Linked DNA regions of Mus musculus: region 2 is linked to region 1. Evidence: chromatin contacts called from public Hi-C data. All regions are on one chromosome and are shown on one strand. Each heading gives the region's core, a stretch centred on a gene start, on an enhancer-like site or on the middle of the called end of the contact. The rest is flanking DNA. Distances are from core to core; before and after follow the strand shown. Region 1 holds the start of Rars (arginyl-tRNA synthetase). Region 2 holds the start of Ccng1 (cyclin G1).

The links. Hi-C and Micro-C count contacts between places; a contact is called where the count stands out from the background.
Region 2: a contact with region 1 is called in a Hi-C map of B cells, with 10 read pairs. The contact joins the promoter of Ccng1 here to the promoter of Rars in region 1. A contact is called at or near these places in 2 of 39 promoter capture datasets (hematopoietic stem and progenitor cells and pre-B cells) and 2 of 484 Hi-C or Micro-C datasets (B cells and regulatory T cells).

The regions. Positions count from the first base shown.
Region 1 is chr11:35,831,228-35,836,183 of GRCm38.p6, forward strand. It overlaps Rars (arginyl-tRNA synthetase), which reads right to left and starts at 3,301. Exons shown (of 15, transcript NM_025936.3): 1 at 3,210-3,301; 2 at 1,945-2,079. The coding sequence starts at 3,254.
Region 2 is chr11:40,753,742-40,758,959 of GRCm38.p6, forward strand. It overlaps Ccng1 (cyclin G1), which reads right to left and starts at 1,545. Exons shown (of 6, transcript NM_009831.2): 1 at 1,260-1,545; 2 at 67-327. The coding sequence starts at 327.

The DNA.
Region 1 (4,956 bases), core at 2,051-4,550:
CAGGCTGGCCCTGCACACACAGCCATCTTCCTGCTTTGCCTTTCGGGGCTAGGACTACAGAGGTGAGCCAGCCTGACAAGTTCTTGGCAACTTTTCTTTACTTGATTTATACGTGTGTGTCTTCCTTTCTCCCATGATTCCTAGGCCTGTGGGAGCAAGGAGTTACTACTACTCTTAGCTAGTCCTGGGAGACCAAGACGGAGGACTGCACAAGTCTGAGAGCTACAGGCCACAGAGCACAAACCACGCCAGCCAGGGCTGGACTGTGAGACCTGGACTCAAATAAAGCCAAAAGCAGACACATTTTGGTACAATCACCTTTACTGTTTTGAGGTTTTGTAAAACCTCACATTATAAAAATTTGTAAAAATAACAGCTTTTGAGAAAACTAAGATTAGAAGCAGATTCCCGAAAATCTACGGATTCTTTAAAAGTGGCATTATCGTGACAGCAATCATGTATGAGTGCTATCGGTGTGAAAAAGCTTTCTGTGAGTACTTTAATAAATGTACTAAGTGGCTAGGCTCTGGAGGCAGAGGTAGAGGCAGAGGATCTATGTGAGTTTGAGAACTGGTCTACTTATGACAGCTCCAGAAAGGTCAGGGCTAAATAGAAACTGTGCCTCAAAAACAATACTAAATACGTTTCTAAATCTTAAAAACACATAAAAAAGACAGAAAAGCAATAAGAAAAAACTGAGGCAGCCGTGCTTATGAGAACATGGGTAAAACACCTCCTGCCAGAACCATCCGGTACGTGCTTTCAAGGTGGAGTATGTGGCCCAAGAACTAGGGCAAGGCGGCAGAGTGAAGTTATGGCACACAGCACTTTAGTCCTTTGATGCTCCCTCCCTCCCCCCCTCTCCCTCTCTCTGGTTTTCCGAGACAGGGTTTCTCTGTGTAGCCCTGGTTGTCCCGAGACTCACTCTGTAGACCAGGCTGGTCTGGAACTAAAAGATCAGCCTGCCCTTGTCTCTTGCACACAGAGAAGTTTGTTTTCACCACAGCTGTGGATTTATTTCCCTTACTTCCTTCAGCAGCGCACAAGCACTTGACAAAGCTATCTGAGCACAGCTGCCTCCACACAGATAATAAAGTGCTTCAAAGGACTGGTCAGACGCCTGAGATGAGGACTTGGAGCGGTGCCTGTGCAATCCAGAAGGAAGTACACACACTGGAGAACAATGAATGAGGCAACATGCTAGGCTGTGTCATCAGCAAACCTGAAAGGCAGGCCAAAGAAGCTGAAGGTAGGCTTTCTTTAAAACAAACAAACAAACAAACTACATTGATAAGCATTGCTGGACTGTAAGGCTATTCAAATGGTGGCATGGTAGTACACACCTGTAAACCCAGCCTGAGAGACACAGAAGAAGAAAATGCACTTCAAGATGGAGGCAGCCCAGCCCAGAAGCCAGCCTGGTCTGTATAGAGAGGCTGTTGGATGGGGAGGAGGAGAGGCAGAGAAAGTTTCGCAACATTAAATGAAAAGAACCCCAAAAGATGCTATAAAGCATAACACAAAACTGCAAAATAAACAACTTCATTGCAGAGGAGTTAGGAATCAGTGAGTGCATTTTAAAACATCCCTGTTAGTTGCTCCTGAGAAACTGTTTCTTTTACAGTAGTTAAAATGGTTTTAAAAACAAAAGACATTCCTTTGACAGCATGGACATAAGCCTTTGAAGAAATCTCAACTTCCAAACCATTAAACCATCGTAATGAACCACTTAAAAGGGGTATCATAATAAACTACTTAAAAGGGCCCTGGGAAGCCAGTGCCGCCCCACTTTCTCCAGCCTAATGAGTCCTAACTTGCCTTATGCAGGAAAACTGATTTCTAAACAAACTCCTCTTCTCAATTCTTATAGCACGTACTTCTAGAATCTTCAGTAACAACAACAACAGCAACAACAAATTATTTGAAAACATCCGGAGCACTTACCCTTCGAAGAATATTCAGCCTATACTTCAATTTTAAATTTTCTTCTCGTAACTGTTCCAAACTTGGAGAAGCTTCCAAGCAGCCACAGTTCTTCAGCCGGTCGATCTCAGCAGTCAGAGCCTTAATCTCCCTTTCCTGTAAGGGAAAGGCAACTTTTCCAGGTCAAACAAATGCTTCCCGGATAATGGCAAACCTTACCACAGACTTCCTCATTTCGCTCTCCACAACATGTGGGGTAGAAAAATGAGAATGGACTTTGCAATGATTTTACTGACGTCAGCAATCATCCTTTATGAGATGGAACTGAGTTCACATGTGTGTGCTGGGGATGAGGGACTGCGGGGCAGAGAATATAACTCAGCCAAGTGTGCATGGCAGTACACATCTCCAGTCCTAGCAGTTGAGAGGCTGTGAGTTGAAAGTCCAGGGCCAGAGTCAAACACGGAAGTCTCTTCTTTAGCTAGGTGCATCCTGATTTAGTCAGAGTACAAGTTTCTGGCTTTACTACCTGTGTTGCTAAATCTAATGACTTGGGACTAAAAAAAACCAAACCAAATCAAAAACGACAAAACAAACCAACAAACATCAGTAGGAGTTGGGGACTTGCACCCCTCAGTGCTGCTTGCCACACATAGGCCTTGGCTCTGGGTTAGATCCCGAGACAAAAAGGAGTCAATCCATCTTTTGTCATATTCGAAATCACTCAAGTGTCCGTCTTTGCCTTTTCTGGGTCTACGTAAACTTCATATATATATGGTTTTTTTTTTCCCCATCTCTCCAAGATCTGCTACTATTCACTGGACTCAGCAGTAAAGAGCTTGTCCATTTATTTTGCACCTCGGGGATGATTTGCATAAAAGCAGTTATTGTCCAGGGAAGACTTAGACAAACTGAGTTCCTAACGCTAGTGTCTAGGCCCGAAAAAGAAAAGGGGCTGGTCTTACTTTCGTTTTTCAAAATTGTGACACTGTTCCAGACCAACACTGGCGGCTTCTTGGGAAGTTTCCGGCTGGGTCTCAGGGCACACCTGTCCTGCTCTAACCTGGCCTGGGCGACCAGCAGAGTGAGCCTCGCTCGCTGTCCACCCTCTCTTCTCTGAGTGACAGTCGCACGACCCGGCCAAGAGGAAAGGGCCAGCGGAGCAGCAAGGCTTCGCAAGCCCCGAGGTCCCGGACTGGGGTCGCCGCGGCCGCCTGTGGAAGCCACTGCGGACTCTGCCCCGCCGCCGCCCGCTCCAGAGCCCTCCGCCCCGCCCAGGGACAAACCTGCTGCAGCAACCGCGCGGAGCACTGAGCCACCAGACCGTCCATCCTCTCGTCAGCGACTCACATGCCAAGCGGCCGGAAGCGGAAGTGTCTAGTTTGGGCCGGAAACGGAAATTCCTACCCGGGTAAGTCACTGTTTTTGGTTTTTCAGGGCGCGCCCTCTGCTGCCCCCTAACGGGATCCAGGAGACACTGCGAGAGAGGCGGGGAGCAGGCCAAAGCAACCTACCCTCTGCTTGGAGGCATGGCGCGGGCATGGGCACAGAACCCATCCCTCTTTTGTTTTGATTTTTTGTGTTTTTTGTTTTTGTTTTTTTCGAGACAGGGTTTCTAGCCCTGGCTGTCCTGGAACTCCCTCTGTAGACCAGGCTGACCTCGAACTCAGAAATCCACCTACCTCTGCCTCCCAAGTGCTGGGATTAAAGGCATGCGCCACCACTGCCTGCAACTCATCCCTCTGTTAAACAGGCATTTTTGTTGTTGTTCACATTAAGGTGCTAGATACTCTCTCCAGGATGTGAAGATGTTTAGAATGTATGATAAAAAAAGGTCCTTAAACTAATGGAGACTGCCTGAAAGGGGAAAGAGAAAACAATGGCTTTCCTTTTCATTGTATGTGTAGTGCGCGCGTGCACGCGCACATGTGCATGTGTAGACTTTTTGTATTCCACTCTGACCTTTGACTCTCCATCCTCCTGCCTCAGCCTCCTTACCAGGCAAACAATGTTTTAATTACCAAGAAAGGAAGGTGGTACAATGACTTGAGCCAGGCAGCCTCTTGGAGCATCTCTCAGGCTCTTCTGTTCGTTTGAAAGATGTAGCCCAGGGTAGTCTTGCATTTAGCTGAGCTTCTGATCTTTTGTCTTGAACTTCTGATCTTTTTCTTTCCACCTTCCAAGGGTCGTGGTAACGTGGTTTTACCACCAAGATGGATTTAGTTCACGTTAAAATTTACTTATCTTCATCCTAAACAATAATATCTATGAATCCATGGGCTGAGTGTGTGGGCTAAAGATGCTACATATTAAATAAATATAGGACTTGAGAGGTGGCTCAGTGGTTGAGAGCACTGGCTGTTTTTTTTTCCCCCAGAGGTCCTAGTTTGATCCCAGTATTCACATGGCAGCTCACACTCACCTATGAACATGTAGTTCCCTGGGATTTGATGCTCTCTCCTGGTGTGCAAGCATACATGCAGACAAAACACCCATATACATAAAATAGATAAACTTTCAAAAACAATCAACATATTATTATAGATAATAAAGAATGCAGCCATATCTACCTGTGTTTTCTTTTTGCTAGGTAGAGCGGGCTGGCCTAAAACTCAAGCATTTCCTGTGTTCTGGGATTACATCTGCTGCCTCTCCGGGCCTATAGTTTTCTATATTGTCACCAGTGGTACCTATACCCACTTTGAGAAAATGCTGCATTAAGGCACTTGGCTATCACCACAGCACATAAAAAAATGTTAAAAACACACACACACACACACACACAACACTGTGATTGCTGTGAATTCATTCCAGCCTGAGTTAGTGAGTTTTAGGACTGTAGAGTAAGGACCTGTCTCCAGGTAAGCAAGCAAACAAGCAAAAAAAAAAAAAAAAAAAAAAAAAAAAAAGGAAGAAGGAAGGAAAAAAAAGAGGTCACAAGCCACTGAGAAACGCCTATGTTCCCATTGCTACACAGCCGGATTGGAAGGACTTCGACTTTCCTTCAGTCAGTCAGTAATTGTCATGTGTTAG
Region 2 (5,218 bases), core at 295-2,794, 4.9 Mb after region 1:
CTGCAATTTGATCTCTTAAACACATGGAGCGAAATTAAGAGCTGAGATATTGTAACATAAACATACCTTCATTTTAGACAAGAATCTGTCCAGTAAATTCACAGCTAGGGAAAATGTCTCCGTGTCAAAGCCAAAGAACTGAGTTAGACTAAGTAGATCTTTTACTTCAAAGTCCCGTAATCTTGCAGTCATTCTGAGGCCATTATCATGGGCCGACTCAATTAGTTTCAAGCCGCAGACCTTTGGCTGACATCTAGACTCCTGTTCCAACAGGGTGTTCAGCTGGTGTAGCAGTTTCTGAGAGTCAGTTGTCAGTACTTCTATCATCTATAAATAGAACAAACCCAGAAAAGAGCATAAGAACCCTGCCTGGCTATCTCTGCATTGTGGCAAAAAGTGCTTTATAGTGCATGCCCCCTCCACCCCCCACCCCATTTCCATTACGTCTAAGACGAAGACACTGCAAAGCCAAGGTCTGTAAGTATTTTTACCTTCTCCCAGTAGGTCACATTCCTAAATTGTGAGTTTGTATAGGACATAAACTATGGCTTAAAAATTTTTTTTCTCTACTTAAGCAAAGACTTCTTCATTGTCAGTACATGCCACAAATAGATACTGCCCCACATGATACACCCAAACTAAAAGTCAAATGATAGTACATACTCTGCCATATATGTTAACAACGTGAACCTTAGTTCCTTACCTATGAAGTAGAAATACGATTATTACCTACAATCTCATAGCTCATAGATTGGGTAGCTTAAAAGGAGTCACACAAACCGCTTAGCACACAGGTGCCCATTTATTTCCAGGTAATGAGCTTATTTTTACACCTGTGAAATGAGGGTGACAACATCTGTTTCTTGGAGTGGCTGTGAATAACACACGATATGACTCAGTGTGGCACGGTGCTTAGCACTCAGTGCTCCGAATAGTCTAACGCCATTTAAAAACCAAAAGAAAAAGTTAGGTGAAGCTGGGGAGTTGCATTGGTGGAAGTATGCATTACACTTCCTCTGAGTCCTGGGCACAACCTAAGCCCTGGATACAGAGGACGATTCTTCCCTGGGCAGTTTAAAGATGTGACAGGAAGGTCGTCTTGGTGAGGAACCACTAACTCAGTTCAGGGGTGCAGGTTGGGACTGGGAGGCATGACATAGGAATACCGCTCCCGCTGCGCCTCTCTCTAGGCGCAGACTAGCCCGGGCTTGCGTTCCGGAGTGCAGGGTTCTGAGATCCACCCCATAGTCCCCTCTCACCTTGACAGCCACGTCTTCACCACGGTGACCACCCACCCCGGGCCTGCTCTCAGCTCGCCCCACGTCCCCGATCCGACAGGCCTACTAAGGGGACGGACTAGGGAGTGGGGGTCAAGTGAGCAGAGGCCCGGGGAGGGGCCGGCGTCCCGGTGGAGGGTCCCTCAGCGCCCTGACCAAGTACTGCCTTCCTCGGGGTCAGCGCGCAGCGAAGGACTGCGCCGGGCAGTGGGGGAACAAGCTGGAGACCTGGCTCTCTAGCTGGGACGCATCTACGTCGCTGATTGGTGTGGTTCTTTTGATGGATGGTCTCTGAGGAAGCTCGGCCAATCAGCGCACACTTCCCGTTGTCCAGACTTCAATTCTCCTCCCCTTTCGAGCCACGCCCGACTCTCGCAGCCTCTCTCATTGGAGCATTTCCGAACTGTCCTTCCTTAAGCTGCGGAACTGAGTGTTCAGTGCCAAGGCTTGCCCGGGCAGGTCTGGCCTCTATTAGCCAGATTGGTCTGGGTAGCGGACCAGAATGTACTGTGAGGGTTTTTGTTTTGCATTGTTTTGGTTTTTGCTTTTTTCCTTTTGTTGTTGTTCACTGCAGCTCAGTCCCCTCTTTCTAAAAACACAATGGCAAGTTAAAAAAAAAAAATGCTTTCGTTCTCTTTACAGATAATGAGATGGTAGGCTTCTCTATAGTGTTCTCTATAGGCTTCTCTAGAGTGTTCTCTCTGAGTTTTAGGAATCAGTTCATCGTTATCTTATTTTGTTTCTTGCAAAACTTCTCAGATGTTACAATGATGTCAGAGTATGTAGTTTCTTGGTCCTCTGCTAATTTTCTGAATTTGTTCTTGTAGCACCCTCATACTATCATCAGTGACTTAAAATGCCATATGTCTGGCAGAAAACAGCAAAGAACAGTGCCTGGAAAACCCCATCTGCAGTGAGCCGAATCTCAGGCTTCAGAATAGGGTGTGAAGGAACATTATTCTTACAAAATTAATCTCTATAAGCCTCTTCTCTACCAGGTTAACGGAAAAATAATTATCCTGAACTCTTGCTGGACTCCTTTCGGGGGTAGCGGGGAAGGGCATGTCCTCAGGAGCAATGCACAGAGAGTAGGTTCTCAGCTCGCATGGCTGCAGTGGGGGTGAGGGTGAGGAGTTGGGGTGGTGACGGTGGTGTTCAGGATTTTGTCCATTCCAGTACATCTCATGAAAATAAGAAAGAGCCAAGCCGGCTGGCCGTCCATAACGGTCATTAACTAGATACAAGTGATGTTTTATTTGAGACAGGGTCTTTATGTAGTCCAAGCTGTCCTGGAACTCCTTAGCTATGTAAACTAGGCTGGTCTTGAACTTAGAGATCCACCTGCCTCTGACTCTCCTAGTGCTGGGATTAAAAACATGCACCATCATGCCTGGCCTTTTCTCTTTAATTAAAAAAAAAGTTTTAGATTTTAAAATTATATCTGGGGGTGTTGGTGAAGTGGGGAATGTATGGCACAGGAATGTGGCTACCCTCAGAGACCAGAGATGTTGGATCTGGCATTTCAGGCAGTTAGCTGTGAGTTGACCAAGGAACAGTATTCATTTGGATCCCTGGTTCTGTAAATCTACAAAACCAGTAATTTATAAGTGCTCTGTGGTGGTGTGAATAAAAATAGCCCCCATAAGTTCATAGAGAGTGGCACTATTAGAAGGTGTGGCTTTGTCGGAGAAAGTGCTTCAGTAGCAATTGGCTTTGAGATCTCTGAAGCTCAAAATCAGACCTACTGGCTCATTTGCTCTTCCTGCTGCCTGTGAATCCAGAGGCAGAGCTCTCAGCTCCTTCTCCAGAACCATGTCTGCCTGCCACGCTTCCTGCCATGACAATAATGGACTAAACCTCTGAAACTGTAAGCCAGCCCCAGTGAAATGTTTTCCTTTATAACAGCTGCTGTGATGATTGTGTCTGTTCACAGCAATAAAATCCCAACTTAAGACATGCTCTAGTGAGCCATCTCTCTCCTCCCATTTTTTTTTTTTTTTCAATTTGGGTTTCTATCTTGGCTGCTCAAAAATAGGCAGGAGAAATGTCTTAATCCTATATAAGTGGGAAGATTAAGTGCTGGGAAGCATGTGGTAAATGGTAGCCTTTTATGATTAACTGTGTTCTTAAGTGCTTTATGTAAATAGTTGGTTCTGTTTATTCTTTTATCGGTTTTCTTAACTTTGAAGGAAGCTTAAAGAGTGTTAATGCTAATAAGAATTTTCAAATGACTTTTGTTACCTTCTACGTCTTATGTTTAAAATTCCTGTTGAGAATTTGTTGGCAGTACATTATGTGTTAAAAAATATTTTCTCTTAGGATCCTGTGTTTTCTTTTTTAATTCTCAATTCTTTATATGAAAATTATTTTACTGACACGTTTAAGAAACAAATATAATAGGCAGTCTTTGCTTATTTCTCCTTTTCTATTTCAATTAAAATACACTTTACTTTCATTTTTAATTATTTATATATTTGTGTGTATGTATGGGTGTTTGTGCAATGCCCTAGGAAATGGGGAGGAGAATGTTAGAGCTCTGCAGTTGCAACCCGGGTGCTCTAAACTTTGGAGCTGTCTTTCTGGCCTCTGCTGTCGCGTGTGTGTGTGTGTGTGTGTGTGTGTTCTGGTCTTATGAACACAGTCACAAATACTGTAACTTTCTGACTGCAATGGACATGTCATGTCCAGAAGATAGCGTTTGATGGCACCATGCCCCTTCAGCTCTGAAAGCCTTTCCATCCTCTCCTAGTATTCCTAGGCCTTGGAGGGGTTGTTACAGAAGTCCTGCTCAGAGCTGAGCACTCTATACTTGCTTACTCTCAATACCTTGATCAGTTATAAATTTCTGCTTTAAATAGCGACTATCCTGGTAAGAGACTTTTCTGACCAAGGCTGAGAGAAGTTCTAGTCTATGACACAGTACTGTAACTTTGATTCTATAATATTGGAATAGAGAGCATCTTTTGAGTAATTTAAAAGAGGTGCAGAATTTAAAACAAGCAAATATCTATTCTTGTAAAAGTATGAAAGCAAGTATTTCATTATAACCCAGACCCAGAAAGACAAGTATGGCATGTATTCACTTATAAGTGGATAGTAGCTGCTAAGTAAATGATAATCAAACTATAATCTACAGACCCAGAGAGGTTTGGTAAAGAGGAGGGATCTAGTGGGGATGCATGGACCTCCCTGGGAAGGGGAAATAGATTCTAAAGGTGGACTTCGGGGGGAGGGGGGGACAGGTTGGGATGGGAGTGGGAACAATCAGGTAGGGGATGGTGGGAGAGTGTGGTGAGACAGCTGGAATTGGGGGCATTTGGGGTGGGGTGTGTGGAAACCTAGTGTAGTAAAAACTTGCTGGAATCTATGAAGGTGACCCTAGTGTGGACTCCTAGTAACGGGAGATACTGAGTCTGACCTGGTCATCTTTTGTAGCTAGGTGAGACTTAGGTTCTGTAACCACTGGTGAAGCTAGGTTGAATTTGGTTGAGTTGTTGGCTGAGGGCTTCCCATGGAGATCCTAAACAACACAGGCTCATGCTGGGACAGAAGGTCACTGTCTGAAAACTGACATTGGGGTTCCATTGCTAAGGACAACATCCTCCATCAGCCCCCCCTATCCTAAAATATTGGGAACCCTGTGGAGGAGGGGGAGGAAAGATTGTAGAAGTCCTAAGGGATGGAGGACACTAGGAAAACATGGGCACTGGATCACCTAAGCAGGACATTCATATAGGCTCCCAGAGACTGAAGTGGCAGGCACTGGCCTGCCTGGGTCTGTATCAGGCTCTCTCTGTGTATGTTACACCTGTTAGCTGGGTGTTTTTGTGGGACTCTCAACAGATGTGTCTCTGACTGTTTTTTTCCTGCTCTTGGGACTCATTTCTTCCTAGTGAGTTGCCTTGTCCAGCCTTGATATAAGGGCTCTTTGCATTGTCTTG